Regions from separate parts of the Mus musculus genome. Here regions 2 and 3 are each linked to region 1. A link is a contact called in public HiChIP or PLAC-seq data. All regions are on one chromosome and are shown on one strand. Each heading gives the region's core, a stretch centred on a gene start, on an enhancer-like site or on the middle of the called end of the contact. The rest is flanking DNA. Distances are from core to core; before and after follow the strand shown. Region 1 holds the start of Ylpm1 (YLP motif containing 1). Region 2 overlaps Prox2 (prospero homeobox 2). Region 3 has its middle 23 kb from the start of Ltbp2.

Region 1 (2,728 bases), core at 179-2,678:
CCCCAGTTAAATGTTTTTTTATAAGAGTTGCCTTGGTCATGGTGTCTGTTCACAGCAGAAAAACCCTAACTAATACAACTTATGACATGCAATTTTATGTATTTCTATGCTGCTTCAATAAGACACTGAAAGAAGGAATCCCTAGCCCCGCATCTACTACTCATAGTTACCCAAGACAGGTAATGATCTGGTTGCTAGGAAAAAAGAGCAAGGTCACATCTTCAAATTGACATGCTGATACAGTTAAGAGTCTTCAAATTAAGCATGGTTTTTCTCTCCCCTTCCTTCCTTCTTTCCTTCCTTCTGTCCTTCCTTTCCCAGAATTCAGTGTACTACTTCTGATGTTCAGTAATCACCCAAACCAATGGAAGTCTTTAATATTTTGCTGCTAGGGTTCAGGAAATCAGCTTTTAAGTTACCCTTCTCTGACTTTTCTTAGGTTTTTTTTTTTTTTTTTTTTTTTTTTTTTTTTTGGGTTTTCGAGACAGGGTTTCTCTGTATAGCACTGGCTGTCCTGGAACTCACTTTGTAGGCCAGGCTAGCCTCGAAATCAGAAATCTGCCTGCCTCTGCCTCCCGAGTGCGGGATTAAAGGCGTTCACCACCATGCCCGGCTGACTTTTCTTAGGTTTAAGGATTCTCCAACAGGGACATCGTCCGAGTTAAAACCTGGGTTTGATGGTACTTGGAAGGCAGAGGCAGGAAGATCTCTGTGAGTTCAAGGCCAGCCTGGTCACAAAGCGAGTTCCAGGACAGCCAGGGGGTTCATACAGAAAAACCCTGTCTTGAAAAAGCAAAAAAATTTTAAGGGTGGTGGGGTGGGTGGTGGGTGGGGAGGAAACCAATCTAAACAATTCAATTCCTTTTACAGTACCTGTAGGAAAGAATCAGGGCCATTTTCACTTTCCTTCTCCAGAATCCATTTTTCATTCTTCCTATCATTGTCCCCTGTCAGGCTGTGGGTTGACTGAGTTAAATCAGTTTAACTTGGAAGAACTGTCATTTTTACAAAGCTCCCTCTTTTTTACTTAGGACTATGGTAAGCCTCTTCGTGAGTTCAAGTTTAATTTTTATTCTCAGGTAGGATTCTGCAGTTTTCTTCATATAATGTCTAGATTTTTCTTAGTAGAGTTATTACTTGTTTTATGTTCTTGTTGCTACTGTGAATGGAATCTTTCCTCCCCCCTCCCCACCCCCCCATTCAAAACTAAACCCATAGGGCGTTAGGATCTCTATCACTCCTTTCGGCTGTGAGACTCTATGGTTTTCTTGGTTCTATGACAACATTCTATTACCGCCTACATTTTCCGAACCCGAAGGAAGGCGGCAACAGCGAGTACCTGCGCCAAGGTTCCCTCTATCTGGCCTTTGTTCTCCGCTCGATGGTACTGCGCATGCGTAGTTGCCTCAGCACGGTCCCCGCCTTCCCGACCGCGGGCCCAGCTCCGTAGCGCCGGCGCACTGGCGCGCTCCGTTCACACGCTCCGCGGCCTGTAAGGCACCGCGAGTTCCGGCTGTCGCCGTCACCGCCGCGGCTCCTGGAGGTCGGTTGCGACGAGTAACGGCGCCGGGACGAGCCCCGCGCCTTCGTTTCCTATATGTATCCGAATTGGGGCCGGTATGGCGGGAGCAGCCACTATCCGCCGCCGCCGGTGCCGCCGCCGCCGCCACCGGTGGCGCTTCCCGAGGCCTCGCCGGGGCCCGGGTACTCCAGTTCGACGGCTCCCGCGGCCCCTTCCTCTTCAGGCTTCATGAGCTTCCGAGAGCAACACTTGGCGCAGCTCCAGCAGCTGCAGCAGATGCACCAGAAGCAAATGCAGTGCGTGCTCCAACCCCACCATCTTCCTCCGCCCCCGCTGCCACCCCCGCCGGTGATGCCCGGGGGCGGCTACGGAGACTGGCAGCCGCCTCCGCCACCGATGCCCCCGCCACCTGGACCAGCCCTCAGTTATCAGAAGCAGCAGCAGTACAAACACCAGATGATCCACCACCAACGAGATGGGCCTCCGGGTTTGGTTCCAATGGAGCTGGAGTCCCCTCCTGAATCTCCCCCTGTACCTCCAGGATCCTACATGCCCCCATCCCAGTCGTACATGCCTCCACCTCAGCCACCACCCTCGTACTATCCCCCTTCCTCCGCTCAGCCCTACCTGCCTCCTGCTCAGCCATCCCCTTCACAGTCTCCACCTTCCCAGTCCTATCTGGCGCCCACTCCTTCTTATTCTTCCTCGTCCTCCTCACAATCATATTTGAGCCATTCCCAGCCCTACTTACCCCCTTCTCAGGCCTCTCCTTCCCGCTCCTCCCAGGGCCCTTCTAAACCCCAGCTACCACCACCACCGTCCATCCCTTCTGGGAATAAAACAGCTATCCAGCAAGAGCCTTTGGAGAGTGGGGCCAAGAACAAGACTGCTGAACAGAAGCAAGCTGCTCCTGAACCAGATCCCTCTACAATGACTCCACAGGTAAGCACTGTGTCACATCTTTCATTTAGGCTTTACGTGAGCAGGTCTTGGGCTTTAACCAGCTAATGCCTATCGTAATTCCAACAGCCAACGACTAGCCCATTCATACTCCAAAGATCCCCTAAGAGTCAGCCCTGAAAGCCAGGTTTTAAATTGACCATAGATTACCAAAAGAAGAGTAAAGATAAGACTAGGCACTTGAAGTTGTAGTAGGTTGGCACTAGATTTATTTCTCAAATGTATGCCTTAGTTTTCTTTGACCAG
Region 2 (2,844 bases), core at 25-2,524, 88 kb after region 1:
CTCCTCCCAAAGGGGCCACAACCCACAAGTTGAGAACAACTGTCCTAAGCACTTGCTTATTCTCTTCAGGTCAGTATCATCTAATATAGAAATTGTCTAACCCTGGAAAATACTTTGTAATGAATCAACTTCTATAGGTGAACATTTTATAGATATGTGTCAGGTGCAGGTTTACTGCAGGGATTATGATCCTTGGTCTTGGTGGTCAACTTGATTAGACCCAGAATCACCTAGGAGACCCATCCTTGGGCAGACATGTGAGAAGTTATCTAGATTAAAGTTAGCCTCTGTGAATGTCTGTGAAGGTCCATCTTAGTTTGGACTGCACCCATCTCTGGGCAGGGATCCCAGGACTGTTAAATGGAGAAACAGCCGGGTATTAGCGTCCATTGTTCTCTGCTTCCAATCATAAATGAGGTATGTCCTGCTGCCTTGACTTTAGTGATGATGAACTATACCCTTGTATTGTGAGCCAGAATAAATCCTTTCTTTCTTACATTGCTTTGTGAGGGTATTACAGCAAAAGAAACTAAGACTGTGGTGTGTATTACTAGTTACTAATGTAGGACACAGAAGCTCTTTGTATTAGTGCCTGTAACTTACTGTATATCAGACTGAGAATATTGTGAGAAATACCATGTTTGCTATATTGTAAGCTTTTCCCTAAGCACTAATCTAAAGGCAGTTAGAAACTTCAGAGAATAGCTCAGTGGTGGGGTGTGTGCTTAGCACACATGATGGATTCCCTGGGTTCAGCTGCTGAAACTCCTCTCAAAAAAGAGGGACGGAGGAGAGAAGTAGAAAGTACTTCAAACGTGAGTGTACATCATTCAGTCAGCCTGGTAGAGTGTTCTTTATCGCCAACCCATCACTATAGTCCTCAGAGTTCCTAACTTCTCAGTGTTGAGAAATGTTGCAACATGTGAGGTCTATGCAAATACTTTACAGCTTGTATGAATCCATCAAAAGATTTTGAGTTTCATTTGGGGATGTACATATCATGAAACTTTAAGCTACTTTACAGAACCAGTTCTTGCACCTCAAAAGGGGATGGGGACTAGAGTGGATAATTATGAAAATTCATACTATAGGTAGATAGATAGGAAGGAAGGAAGGCTGGTAGGCAGGCAGACAGACAGACAGATAGTGGAGAGAGAAGATAACTACTCGGGAAACCAGTGAAATTTCAGTTAGTTGGATTCTATTTTTGAGATAAGATCTTATATAGCCTAAGCCAGTCTGGAACTTGCCCAGACTTGTCTCGAACTCAAGAGTGGCCTTGAGTTTATAATCCTCTGACCTCCCACATGCTTGAATTTCCAGCTTTGTGCCACCACACTAGGGTTATGTGGAGCTAGAACCCAGGGCCTTGAGCAGGCTAGACAAGCACTCCAACTGAACTAAATCCCCATCCCTGAGACTAGTTTAAAATAGACCTCCAAGAGGGGCCTGGTGTTGCACATCTTTAATCCCAGCACTTGGAAGGTATCTTCGGCTGGGTGCTGCGTGCCTGTAATCCTGCCCTGGGGAGGTAGAAGAATCCCTGCTTATCTTAGGCCAGCTTGCTTTATATGGTTCATTCTAGGCAGTTAGGGTTACCTAGACAGACTTGCCTCAACAAAAAGTTCCTAGTGTATCTGCTCTACAGGAGACCATCAGAGAACTGCCTGCTTTTGATAGGTGATTGAGCCTACCCTAGCCTATGACTATTGTCTGCCACTGAAGGAGTATAGCATTATACAGTACTTGAGTATGTCTGACTGGAGAGAGATCTGGCACTCACATATACCTTAATGGAAAAATTGACCAGACCTTTGGCAGCGTTGTGACTTCTGAAGGAACATAACTGGCTCCACTCATGCTCACAATAAGTTCCCAACACTGACAAAAGCGTACTTGGTAGACACAGGAAACTGGAATAAGACAGAATTCTTCAACTGGCAGGGCACACATATTTATACATTCTTCTGTGTCGAGCTCAGTGGTTAGAGAATGCTTCCTGGCATGGCTGCAGTATACAAATGTTTTCAATTTGAGCTAGCACTTTTTTTCCCATCTAATTAGCATTCAGGATAAAGTTCACAGCCCTCAGGTTTGAGACGGGACAGTCATATGGATCTGTGGAGTTGTTCCTATGACTGTCCCACTAGCTGTGTAACATTGCTCTGGAGAGTTACCTTGTTCCCAAACAACTGATGCCCTTGCACAGGCTACTCTGCTTGTGAATACTCAAAACTTAGGCTTGGCAAATTCCTTGGTTTTGATGAAAGGGGGCCTTGTGAGCATAGTAACAAATTAGAGAAATACTTGTATATAATTAGGTATATTGAGGGGCATTTAAAATAAGACTTGCCCTGGGTGTGGTGGCATATAACCTTAATCCCAGCACTCTGGAGGCAGAGACAAGCAGATCTCTGGGAATTTGAGGACAGCCAGTTCTACATATTTCCAAGACAGCCAGGGCTACATAGACCCTGTCTCAAAAGACCACACATACACAATTCATAGCTGGGAATGGAGTTCAGTGATAGAACTAGGCACTAGGATTAGTATCCAGTAAAACAAGCACCCCAAAACCTTAAGTAATCGATTAGATTTAATTATGTTTTGTTACTGTTCTCCACTATTTGAACAGAAACTTGAGAGGAAAGACTTTGTTTGTATTGGTGTAGTCTGACATGTCTAGCAATAGCCAACACCACCACCCATCAAGTTATGAAGGTAGAGGAGCTAGATGTGGAGCTTGTTGGAGGTTGAAGGCAGGGAAGGGAGCTACTGTAGGCACGGTTGCCCCTCATTTAACACTGTAAAACCTGAAGTCTACTTCGTCCTGCCCACCTTCAG
Region 3 (2,700 bases), core at 4-2,503, 97 kb before region 1:
GTGACACTTTGGATGAAAAAAGGACAAAATCAATGTTTACCTCTGTCCCAAAGAGCTCACGTCTCAGTTTTCTTCACTGACCCCATTTGCCCACATTTCTAGCTGCTACTATGGTGGTTGGGTACAAAAAGCAGCCCTCACTTACTGGTCTTGGGATAGACATACTCATTGTTCCCAAATTCAGTGAAGCATGATCAGAATTTTTCAAAGGAACTTAACTACAAAGGCTGGTGAGACAGCTTAGAGGATAAGCATGCTTGCTGCACAAGCATGAAGTCCTAAGTTCAAATCCCCAGCACCTACATGAAAAGTCATGCATGGCCACAGGCCTGGAACCTTAGGGCTGGGAAGGGGGGACAAAAACAGGAGAATCACTGGTCGATGCTGGCCAGCAGCCTAGCTCTAGATTCATGAGAGACCCAGTTAAAGGGAGTAAGGTGGAGAAGGACAGAGCTGGACATCTCCTCTGGCCTCATAAATGAATAGTATGCACACCCTCACATGAGTGTGTGTGCGCGCACACACAAACACATGCTTAAAAGAAGCTTATCTAGAAACTCAGAAGAAACAGAACAAAATAAAAATATAAAACACTGGGTATAGTAGTGCAGTCTATAGTACTAGCACTTAGGGTTAAGACAAAAGGATAACAAGTTCAAGGCCAGCTTGGGCTTCAAAGTGAGTTTCAGAACAGTCTGAGATACCTAGCACAGTTCTACCTCAAAGAATTTTGCATGGGCACACACAAATTATATAAATTTAATATAAATGTGTAATATATAAAATATATTCTCCAATAATCTAGGAGGGGGAAAGTTTAGAAAGAATATTTAAGCCAGGTGTGGAGGTGCACGACTTTAATCCCAGAACTCAGGAGGCAGAGGCAGGTGGATCTCTGAGTTCAAGGCCAGCCTGGCCTACAGAGTGAGTTCCAGGACAGACAGGGCTATTCAGAGAAAATCTGACTTAAAAACAAAACAAAACAACTAACAAAAATTAGCAATATTTGTGTCCTAAGATTAGGAAAATGACAACCACTGGTTGTACGTGTGTGTGTGTGTGTGTGTGTGTGTCTGTGTGTGTGTTAATGTTGATGGTAAAGATTGAACTCTGGTTCTCATACTTTATCATCTGAGCTACCTTGTCAGCTCTTTGTGCTCTTTTTTAAATTAAATTTATTTATTCACTTTACAACCCAATATCAGCCCTTTCTCTCCTCCCAGTACCCTGTCACTTAAGTCCTCCCTCCCATTTCCCTTAGAAAGGGAAGCCCCACTCCAGGTGTACACACACACACACACACACACACACACACACACACACACACCCTACCCCTACCACCCTACCCCTATCTCTCCACCCTGCACATCAAGTTGCTGAGAGACTAAGCACATCCTCTCCCACTGAGGTTAGACGAGGCTGTCTATGTAGAGGTGTGGGATCCAGAGCAGGCAAGTGGGCAACAGGCTCAGGGAGAGCCCCTGCTCCAGTTGTTGGGAATCCACATGAAGACCAAGCTGCTCATCTACTACATATGTGCAGGGGGTGGGGAGCTAGGTTCAGTCCATACTCATTTTTTGATTGGTTATTCAGTCTTTGGGAGCCCCAAGGGTCCAGGTTAGTTGACTCTGTTAGTCTTCATGTAGCGTCCCTGTCCTCTTCATGTCCCTCAGTCTTTCTCCCAACTCTTCTCTAAGCCTCCCCAAGCTCCATCTACTGTTTGGCTGTGGGTCTCTGCATCTCTTTCCATTGGCTGCTGGGCAGAGTCTCTCAGAGGACAGTTAGATTCCTATCTACACATTTGCGTTCTTACTATATGCCATTTTCTTTCATCCTCAACATATGAGACCTGAGTTGTCATCTCACTTCACAGATAAGGAGAGTGACGCTCAGAGAGTTAGGCCACCTGCCAGCTCAGACAAATGAGGAGTCACCATGCATACTTCCCTCCCTCCACCTCTCTGTCACTGCAGTGCCAGGGACTGAACCTTTGAATATGTTAGGAAAGTATCCTACCCCTGACCTACAACCCTACGTCTTCTTTCTGTTGAGATAGACTGTTGCTATGTAGCCCAGTTTAGCCTCAAACTTGAATCCTCCTGCTTAAGCCTCCTGACTGTCACTACATTTGTCTGTGCTCTCAAGCCCTAAATGAAAGAAGTGGTCTAGAGGGATACTCTAGACCTTGTGTCCGTGAGCAGAGAGAGCTGATTCTCAGTGGGGGAGCTTGAGTTGGCACCGTGGCCTGTGGGATGGATTCCCAGATTTTTCCCAGGAAATAACGTGGGCTTTTTCTCTTCCAGTTAGTCTTATGGTCCTCATATCTGCTAGCCAAAAGAAAACAAAGAAATTAAACACTGTATTTCCCCTCGTCCTTCATTTTAAGGTACCTCATGACAGGCTCCGTTTCCGTATTCTATTAACTGTGAGTTCCCAATGCCTGGGGTGATGTGAGTGCAGCCTGGAAGCCAGGGCCTGGCTTATGGTCAATGCATTACCATGCTCATCACCTAGAGGCCTCTTTCTTTAATTACATCAGTAAGTCATCCTGGTTCTCTTGGTATGTGAATCATTCAGTAAAACCTTCACTGGAGCTGATAGTAATAGTTACTGAGAAGAAGTAGTCATTGAGTTCATGAGCTGTCTCTTTAAATCTTCATAGCCATCCAAAGATACAGAAATTCTTTCTGCTTTCTCCCA

Evidence for each region. HiChIP or PLAC-seq counts read pairs in DNA pulled down with a chosen protein or histone mark.
Region 2: a contact with region 1 is called in an H3K4me3 HiChIP or PLAC-seq map of the SCID.adh cell line, with 11 read pairs. The contact joins the enhancer-like site here to the promoter of Ylpm1 in region 1. A contact is called at or near these places in 7 of 39 promoter capture datasets (3T3-L1-derived adipocytes, the HPC-7 cell line, cranial neural crest and 4 more), 1 of 484 Hi-C or Micro-C datasets (nephron progenitors), 3 of 115 datasets of contacts at active chromatin or transcription factors (the SCID.adh cell line and embryonic stem cells) and 3 of 9 other capture datasets (adipose tissue, liver and pancreatic islet).
Region 3: a contact with region 1 is called in an H3K4me3 HiChIP or PLAC-seq map of the SCID.adh cell line, with 11 read pairs. The contact joins the enhancer-like site here to the promoter of Ylpm1 in region 1. A contact is called at or near these places in 1 of 39 promoter capture datasets (3T3-L1-derived adipocytes), 1 of 484 Hi-C or Micro-C datasets (nephron progenitors) and 7 of 115 datasets of contacts at active chromatin or transcription factors (the 230-238 cell line, the SCID.adh cell line, embryonic stem cells and 2 more).

The regions. Positions count from the first base shown.
Region 1 is chr12:84,994,893-84,997,620 of GRCm38.p6, forward strand. Ylpm1 (YLP motif containing 1) reads left to right here and starts at 1,429. Exons shown (of 21, transcript NM_178363.4): 1 at 1,429-2,464. The coding sequence starts at 1,598.
Region 2 is chr12:85,083,232-85,086,075 of GRCm38.p6, forward strand. Prox2 (prospero homeobox 2) reads right to left here. Exons shown (of 5, transcript NM_001361238.1): 5 at 2,581-2,844. It also overlaps a transcript of Ylpm1 not described here. Among named protein-coding and RNA genes, the nearest start is that of Prox2, 12 kb to the right of the region's middle. Within about 2 kb of position 1,275, at least 29 of the 459 cell types and tissues checked have an H3K27ac peak or open chromatin away from gene starts, as enhancers often do. A contact at or near this core is called in the HPC-7 cell line and the SCID.adh cell line, where this site is marked.
Region 3 is chr12:84,898,283-84,900,982 of GRCm38.p6, forward strand. No RefSeq gene overlaps it. Among named protein-coding and RNA genes, the nearest start is that of Ltbp2, 23 kb to the left of the region's middle. Within about 2 kb of position 1,254, at least 1 of the 459 cell types and tissues checked has an H3K27ac peak or open chromatin away from gene starts, as enhancers often do. A contact at or near this core is called in the SCID.adh cell line, where this site is marked.